2 separate regions of the Mus musculus genome follow, and region 1 is linked to region 2. A link is a contact called in public promoter capture Hi-C data. All regions are on one chromosome and are shown on one strand. The core of a region is the stretch at or near the end of the contact, and the rest is flanking DNA. Distances in the headings are between cores, read along the strand shown. Region 1 has its middle 12 kb from the start of Gm4278. Region 2 overlaps Lrch1 (leucine-rich repeats and calponin homology (CH) domain containing 1).

The links. Capture Hi-C pulls out chosen DNA fragments and counts their contacts.
Region 1: a contact with region 2 is called in a promoter capture Hi-C map of liver. The contact joins two enhancer-like sites. A contact is called at or near these places in 14 of 484 Hi-C or Micro-C datasets (the HPC-7 cell line, astrocytes, bone marrow-derived macrophages and 9 more), 5 of 115 datasets of contacts at active chromatin or transcription factors (the HPC-7 cell line, a beta-TC-6 cell line, cardiomyocytes and 2 more) and 4 of 9 other capture datasets (adipose tissue, embryonic stem cells, liver and 1 more).

What each region holds. Positions count from the first base shown.
Region 1 is chr14:74,960,489-74,965,039 of GRCm38.p6, forward strand. No RefSeq gene overlaps it. Among named protein-coding and RNA genes, the nearest start is that of Gm4278, 12 kb to the right of the region's middle. Within about 2 kb of position 2,408, at least 20 of the 459 cell types and tissues checked have an H3K27ac peak or open chromatin away from gene starts, as enhancers often do. A contact at or near this core is called in liver, where this site is marked.
Region 2 is chr14:74,793,111-74,797,528 of GRCm38.p6, forward strand. Lrch1 (leucine-rich repeats and calponin homology (CH) domain containing 1) reads right to left here. Exons shown (of 19, transcript NM_001252132.1): 14 at 2,928-2,981; 15 at 2,187-2,259. Among named protein-coding and RNA genes, the nearest start is that of Gm52135, 23 kb to the right of the region's middle. Within about 2 kb of position 2,236, at least 9 of the 459 cell types and tissues checked have an H3K27ac peak or open chromatin away from gene starts, as enhancers often do. A contact at or near this core is called in liver, where this site is marked.

The sequences.
Region 1 (4,551 bases), core at 1,158-3,657, 170 kb after region 2:
AGATACACATAGAAATCCCGTTCTCAGGGGCCAGGGAGCTAACTTATGCTTGCCTAGCATATGTGAAGCTCTGGGTTCATCTTTACGATGCCAAACAAGACAGCAAAGAATGTTGGGAAGAGGCTTCCAATAAGACAATAGACATCTCCAGAGTCCCTTCTGTAGGCAGGGCCACACCTTGGAGTCTGGAGTGAGCCTGTTTGCTGCTCGGCCAAGAAAGCCTTAGGAATCTTGTTCAGCTTCTCCAGTTCTATAGATTGGGAAACTAAAAAAAAAAAAAAAAAAAGTGCCTGAAGGTACATTGCCCAATACCATTCACCTGGCCAGACAGAGTACTGCTCAGAACGTGATCTCCAACTCCTGACTGCTCTTATTCCCTTCAGTCCTTGTTTTAGTTTGGTTTCTGTTGCTGTGATAAAACAGTCGTCAAAACCAACTCCCGGAAGAAAGGGTTTATTTGGCTTGACTTCCACATCACAGTTCCTCACCAAGGGAAGTCAGGACAGGAGCTTGAGGCAGGAATTGAAACAGAGGCCATGGAGGAACACTGGGTGCTAGCTTATTTCCCATGGATTGCTCATTTTGCTTGCCTTCTTTTCTCTTTCTTTCTTTCTTTCTTTCTTTCTTTCTTTCTCTCTCTCTCTCTCTCTCTCTCTCTCTCTTTCTTTTCTTTTTTTCTTTTATTGGATATTTTCATTTACATTTCAATATTTACATTTCAAATGTTATCCCCTTTCCAGGTCTCCCCTCTGGAAACCCTCTATCCCATGCCTACTCCCCCTGCCTTATGAAACTGTTTTCCCACCCACCCACTCCTGCCTTCCTCCCTGGAATTTCCCTACACTGGGGCATCGAACCCCCACAGGACCAAGGGCCTCTCCTCCCAGTGATGTCCAACAAGACCACATATGCGGCCAGAGCCATGGGTCCCTCCACGTGTACTCTTTGGTTGGTGGTCCAGTCTCTGGGAGCTCCAGGGGATCTGGCCAGTTGAAACTGTTGCTCCCCTCCATTGGGGATGCAAACCCCCTCAGCTCCTTCAGTCCCTTCTCCAATTTCTCCATCGGGGACCCACACTCAGTCCAATGATTGGCTGTGAGCATCCACCTCTGTGTTTGTCAGGCTCTGGCAGAGCCTCTCAGGAGACAGTTCAGGACTACCTGCCTAGGGGTAGCACAACCCAGGGTCAGCTGGGCCTTCCTACATCGATCATTGAGAAAAATGCCCCTTCAGACATGCCTATATGCCATCTGATAAGGCAGTTTCTCAACTGAAGGTCCCTCTTCAGGTGACTCTAGTTTGTGTCTAGTTGATGAAAACTAACCAGCACCATCCTCTTGGGGGTGGAAGTCATTGCCCGTGCAATTACCTGCCATGCTGAGATTTGCTGCTGCTTCCCTTCAGTTCAGTTCTGTTTTCCTCCCAGTGTGGCGTCACTGGAGAGGTTTGGCCTCGGTGCTGCTAGCTATAGGCTATGGTTCCAGCTGGTCCAAGGGACCTCAGATAGTTTGCCTACTTGACTCTTGACTGTAACTGTATGTCTTGGACAAAGCGAGACCCAAGAGAAGGCTCTGGGTGAGCTAGATCCCACTTCATGTGTTGGCCTTTCTGGACTGGCTTCCTCTAGACCTGTGGTACAGAATATTTCAGCATGGCGAGTCGTTTGAGATTTGAAAAAGAAAAATGTATACCCTCTCCTCATAAAAATTCATCTTTTTAAAAAATTAGGTATTTATTTCATTTATATTTCCAATGCTATCCCAAAAGTCCCCTACACGCTCCCCCACCCACTCCCCCACCCACCCACTCCCACTTCTTGGCCCTGGAGTTCCCCTGTACTGAGGCATATATAAAAATTCATCTTAACTTCTACACAGAGAGCTATGTACAAAAATTTCAAAGGTATTGGAGTTTCTCTGAACCCTCAAGGCTGGTCAGATACTGTCACTGACCACACTGCATACTAAGGTTCTCAAAAACAAACAAAGAAGGAAAAAAAGGGAGGGAGAAAGGAAGGGAGGGAGGGAGGGAGAGAGGGAGGAAAACTTGAAGGCATTCAATTCCATGAGAAAATCTCTGAAAATATTATATACAGCAAGTTTTGACTCTTTGGGCCTCTCTGACACTGGATTATCACACAGAGGGAACAGTAGCAGCCAGATCTCATCTCAGCCCTCACATCCGTGGGGTGAGTGTGGATAGAACGTGAATGTGTGGAAGGAAACCACAGGCTCTGACTTCCATACTCAGAACCCCTGCTTAGGTTTCTAGGGCCAAACTCCCAAGTGGTTCTCTACCTTGCCTTTCTTAATTACTTGGGAGGTTGGATTATTCATGTGTATTCAAGCTCTTTCCAGTGTCCCTGACATCTGGCTGATGACCCAACACCCTATGTCAACAGCAAGATATGAGTACCCACCCTTTGCTGGAGTACAGAACTCAGCAATCATGAACAGCGTGGCTGCCCAGTGTGTGGCTCATTTCCCAGTGACCCACATGATCTCCTGCCTGAATCTGTGGTAAATGGTAAACAGGTGTTTAGACAGCATTTGAGTCACCTGGAATGTTACCTTTGACAAGAACTAGTGGATGTTTCACACAAAGGCAGAGATCTTTTCTGATTAAATACCTCATATTCACCTTCATGGTAAAAATCTCATGAGTCGAGAGCGTCTCTGGCACCTTTGTTGACTGATTTACCCAGATTTCCGTCCAGCACTATCTCCATTTTGTTTAAACAGTGATTGCACAAGGGAAAGAAAACTGCATGGTTAGCACTTTCAGCCACAATTTTCTGTTTTCGTGCTTCATATGGGGAACGTGATCATATGGGGAATGTGATTCTGTAGATTACCTTGTGTGCTGACGGGAGACAGGGAGCGAAGAGCAGGAAGGGGAAGAGGTGAGACCAAAAGAAGTGAAATTCCCACAGTGGAGTGCAGACTCATGGTGCAAAACGAGAGAACCACACAGATTTCAGTTCCTTGAGACTCCTTGGGTTGTAGTGCATGCACTGGCCATTTCAAATTGCCTGTGCCTTTTCCTACACACACACAAAAATTAGATCCAGATGGCTGAGTTAACCAATAGCTTTTTTTCAGGCGGGGCCTTTTTGTGGCTCTGAGGTAGAGTGTGTGAGGCCCTGGGTTCAACCCTGGGCACTTTAAAACCTACGGGATAAGGAGTGGGTTGGGAGGTAGGCTCTCCCAAAAGGAGGCCAAGCTGATGTTTGTGCCTCCCTTCCAACTTCCTTTTGGCTTGAAAAATAATTTGAATGCAAATGAGAAATATTGGGCTCTTAATAGTTGACTGTTTTCTTAGTCATTAACCATGTGAATTAGGTAGGCAAGCATTCATCAGCCACCTCTCCACATAACCCCAGCAAGTTTAGAGAAAAGCCCACAGGGCTTTCTTTTTTTCTTTTCTTTTTTTTTAATAAAACATGTGTGAATCATGTGACCTGGTGCAGTTACTGAGAATGGTGATGAAAATCTGACTTACAACGCAGCTTTGCAAGTTACAGTTTAGTTTTCTTCCCTTTGGCTTCCCGCTTGGCTCTTCCTCTTCTGAGTAAAAGAAGCTCGACTCCGTAAGCAAGATCAGATAAGCTCGGAAAAATCACACACGCTACAGCTATGTCTAAATTACAGTGCTAGGGCTATTTTTAAATATAAATAAATAGTGTACATATAAATAAAATATAAGATATTAATAAACTATAAACATTTAAAAGTAAAATATAATTACATCACTTCTTTCCTTGCCTTTCATCCCTCCAACCCCTTCCATATACCATGCTCTCCTTTCTCTCTCTCAAATCCATGGCCTTTATTTCTTTAATATATATGTACATGTAAATATTATATACATATGTATATTATTATATATTATATTACATATTGTATACATGTGTATATTGTATATACATGTACATATATGTATATATACAGATACACATATCTGTATGTATATATAGAGAGATATAAATATATATTATATCTGTATGTGTATATGTTTGTGTATATACATATATATATGTGTGTGTGTGTATGTGTGTGTATACACACACACAAATATAAAGCCTGCTTAGCCTGTATAATATTACTTGTATGTATGTGATTTCAGGGTTGACCACTTAGTATTGGATAACCAATTGAAGCCTCTTCCCTGGGGAGGACTATTTTTTCCACTCTTAGTGTCCCTCTGTCATCTGTAGCTTTTTGTCGAGGGGATTTCCCCCTTCCATATTAGTATATCAATTGGTTTCATCTTTGTTCAAGTCTTCTTTAGGAATCCATATTGTTGAAACTTCATGGGTGTAGTTTTCCTGGCTTTTCTGGAAGATCTCACAGCAGACTTTCTGGTCCCCTCTGGCTATCACAATCTTTCTGCCCCTTTTCTGAAATGTTCCTTGAGCCTTAGATAGAGGAGTTGCTTTGTAAAGTTGATTGGTTGTGGTTTTCTGTAATGGTCTCCCTGTTGCAAAGAGAGATCGCCTTGGCAAGGGGTGAGAGCTACACTGTATGTACCAGAATAACTATTTAGAATACA
Region 2 (4,418 bases), core at 986-3,485:
ACAACAAAGCACCTACCATTGTCACTGTTTCCTTCAGATGGAACACTGTAGCTAGAGTTGTCCCATGTTTGTGCCTGTGTAAGTGTGTTGAAGGAGATAGGAGGGAGAATGAGGGCTGGGTCTGCAGACGAGCGAGAGAGCCAGGTGGACAGTTGCACAAGGACCAGGGGGAACCCAGGGGGCCGCAGCATTCCACACGTGGCATGAGGTTCGTATGGAAATGAGGTGGATTTCATTATGTGGGGTTTAAATTCAAATGGACAGTTCAGGAGGGGAATGGGAGATGGCGCATGGAAGGAAAAGAACGATAAAAACCGAGTGTTAGTACTGGCTCACACTCTGCATGCAGTTAATAGCCTTAATCTTAACAGTTCTGCGAGCCTGCAGCCTAGCGTGCTGTTGGGTCATGGCAGCAGAAGGAAAGAACTTGGTCATTCAGGCAGCGGAAAGCAGAAAGGCCCACAGATACCCTTTGCCAACCCCTTTTAACAACTAGTCAGCTGACATAATTGCACAATTCACCCAGAACTCCTGGGTCACATTAGACAACACTCAAAATGTATACATGCATCTGATATTTAGAAACAAAATGACTATAGAGGAATTGTGTATTTTAATGCTTTTACAGAACTGAGACAGTAACTAAATACTCTCTTTTTCATCTCTCCACAGAACCTGAATGGTGTACACTGCAGGTTCAAGGCAATCTCTAACTTGGTAAGCTTGGTTTAGGCTCTATAGATGCATTAAAAGTCTGTGGATCCATTTTACAACTTAATTGTAAAAGTCTAACACTCAAAGGGCTATTAATCTTTGCAGACTCTCACTCACGTTTTGATTTCAGTTATGAGACATTTTGAAATGCTGCAGAACTGTCCAGTGGCTTGCGAGAGAACTGTCGCCAGCCACGAGGCAGGGGGGTATAATAGCAGTGACCTCCATTTCTCCCAGAACAGAGCTCGGATTATGGGCATAATTGAGGTGTACCCCAGATTTGTCTGTATACGCCCACTTCCTTACATTAGGGGGCCAGTCACTTGAGTTTTCTACGATCTCATCCTCACCCTTCCTATCTGTAACATTCTCTAGGGCTAGAGATACCGCTCAGTGGTAGTGCACGGCCCTGACACGTGTAAGGGCCTGGGTTTAATTCCTAGGACTGAAAAAAACAAGACAGGAAAGATCTAGAAACTCTGATCATACTAAAGCCATTTCCCAACTGTTTATTTTCTCTTATTCTATTCTAACGGCCAGGACACCTCCACACTTGGCCACGTGTGCCCATCAATCAATGTCTTCCAAGAACAAACCATCTCCCCTATAAAACGAATCATCTCTGTTTTTCCCCTAGCGATGTTTATTCAAGCCAGAAATGGGTAACGCTCATACTGTTGTCAAAATGCTTTGCCTCAAATCCAAGATCACCTGTGTTTTCTACCAGGTGTGCTTGTGTGTGTCCAGGGCCCTTGTAAGAACTATTTAAAAGCATTCGTGGTAAATATAGTAAGTCTGAGAGGAACAAAAAAGCACAAACAAACAAGGTCCCAAAAGAAGGCATTTAGCACCAAAACTGGAAATGTGGAAAGAAATGTATTTTTCTACCTGGGGCCCTTTTTTAAAAAATTAAAAGTAACTTTGCACTTTGCTAACATTAACTTTGTCAATATGGTAACACAAACTACAACCAAGTAGGTCAAAAAGTAAGGTGTTTTCCTTTCTAAGAAGTTTCCCCGACTCCTAACCACTCATACAAGCCTTAAAGTGCTCACCCTCTTGTGTGAGTCAATGCAGAGCCCTTACCATGCCTGGAAAGCAACTGGGGTCGTCTTGGGGAGGACTCTGCCTGCAGGCTGCCCTGTACCTCCTCAGGGCACCAGGAACCTTTGGGGTAAAGCGGAGCCGGTTTATTCCCACGGGTTAAAAGCTGGAAGGGAGTATTCCTTCCCTACTTACATTGCCCTTTGCCACTTTTCTTTGCTGTGATTCAGAAGAGGGCGAGCTGCCCAGTCCTGGAAGCACAGACCTCACAATAGCATAACGTTATCACCCGACCTCACCAAGCTGCTGCTATTCTGATGCCAGGACCCCAGCCGACTAGAACTGGCAAAGCTCATATTACTCACGAATAAGTTTGAAAGGCCAAAGAGAAATCATTTTAGTTACTTTAGTTACTGAGGTCAACGTACCTGAACGAGGCTTCAGGCCAAACGGAGCTGTGATGTTTGCAGTAGGAGACACTGAAGGGGAGTTCTCTCGTATCTGTGGGGTGAGAAAACAATTGGGAAATGAAGAAGCAGATGGACTTGTATGGTTAGTGATTGTTATAAAATGACTCTGCTTTTGCTATGGCTGCCTTGTGATGGATGACAGCTTGGCTTTTTAAAAAAGACATTTTGTAAATACTCTAAGAGGTGGTCAATAGAATGTTTTCCGGTATTCTTTTTGTTGTTGCATTGAAGTCTTTATTTGCTCACTACAAAATCATCTTGCAGTGACACAAAGCCGTGATCTGCCTCTCATTGGACACATCTGACTGCAGACGGGCAGGCACGCCAAAGAGCACGTCTAACGGAGCCTCTGTAACACGGAGACACACGGCTAACACTGAGCATGCAGCTCATCACGCAGAAACTGCGCATCGAACCATCTTGGGTAGCAACTGAGGAAATGTCATCTGAATGATCATCTGCCGTTTTCCATAAAGACATCCCACCCCTAGATCTCAAAGGCCATTTCTCACAGAATTAATCTTTAGTGATGTATAGAGCCAAGTGATTTTGTGACAGTGAGTGACAACTATCGAGAGACCCCAGAGACAGTCCCATTAACTCTTTAATCCCGGAGTCAGACTATCCAACTCTGGGACCAATGGTTCAGTTTGGTCTCCATGGAATACCTCAGCTGCCATTAACCCTCAGGAAGCTTACCTCATTGGGAGAATACTGGCTTCCATTACTCTGTAACATTAGATCATTTTGCACCTTAAGGGAGAGAGAAATGTATACGTTCCATTAGATTTGGAGAAAGAGGAGGCAAGGACTACATCTTTTTTTTATTGCTGCCATAGCCCTGGCCCAGAAGCACACACTAACTAGCAAATGTTGAATTAATTCATGGTTAAGTAGCTAAGAAGGTCATCCTTCTATTTTCTAAAACTACGCAGCTTGTATCCATTGAGAAAAATCTAAAGACTAGCACAGATTAACATGAGAGCCCCCAAACAGGGATCTTTCCCCAGTAGCTATGAGCGCATCTTACCTGGCCAAGTAACCAAACTGTCTCCTGGCTCCTTTCTCTATTTGAATTATGGGTTTTTAGAAATGGTCCAAACTAGTAGTTCCAAAATATACAGAAATTTTCAGTAGGTACACACGCTTGAACCCTGAGCAACCTTGAAAAACCTCATTCACGTGACCTGTTTATTATCAGTCTGCTTTGGCAGTCACTGGTTAAGAGAGCTGTTAAGGAACCAAGCATGACTTAACATATACACTCTAATAAATAAAAAATTTGCAAAAAAAAAAAAGAGCTGGGTGTGGTGGCGTCCGCCTTTAATCCCAGCACTTGGGAGGCAGAGGCAGGTGGATTTCTGAGTTCAAGGCCAGCCTGGTCTACAAAGTGAGTTCCAGAACAGCCAGGACTATACAGAGAAACCCTGTCTCAAAAAACAAACAAAAAATAAAACAAAATAAAAATAAAAAGTTTGGGGATAGCTAATAAACACCTGCATATATGCCACCATAAAAGTGTAAATCTAAGGTGCCCATTGTGTGGAGGAGTGCTATTTAAAATGAACCCAAGGGAAATGCATGTAGAATAAAATGTCATTCATGTCCCTACTCAATTAAAGGGCCTTCTTAGGAGAGCCAACTAGACTTCTACCAACTCTCCCCATTGTCCTCACAAACTCCTCTCCTCAGTACTATTTACAAGCAAGGGAGGTGCGTTCTCACCTTGTGGACACCTATGGTACATAACTTCATGTGGCCAGTCTTCTAAACTATGTTTAAGGCAGGTCACATGACATGCAGGCAGACCCTCTACAACCTCTGCCTCCCCTCTCAGTGGTGGTAACACACTGTGCTCAATCTTCCCGGGCTACCCGTGCTCCCTTGCAGGTCCACAAACTAAGCTGTCCTCATGCCTTGTTATACACTCTATCCTTTCCGGAAGAACACAGCAAACAACTCAGGATGGCAACCCACTAGAAATGTTACCAGTACCAACATCTTCTGTTCACTCAACCATTTTGCTACTTTATGGGTCTCACGATCCGTCCTCCACAACAAAAAAAAAGCCACACCCTGCACAAGTAGGCAACCAACTGTCGGTCTGGAGAAAGGGTGTGTCGATGTGTGACCAAATAACAAGTGAGACCAGGGACCTAGAGAAGCCACAACTTATTTCCTTTTCCTTCA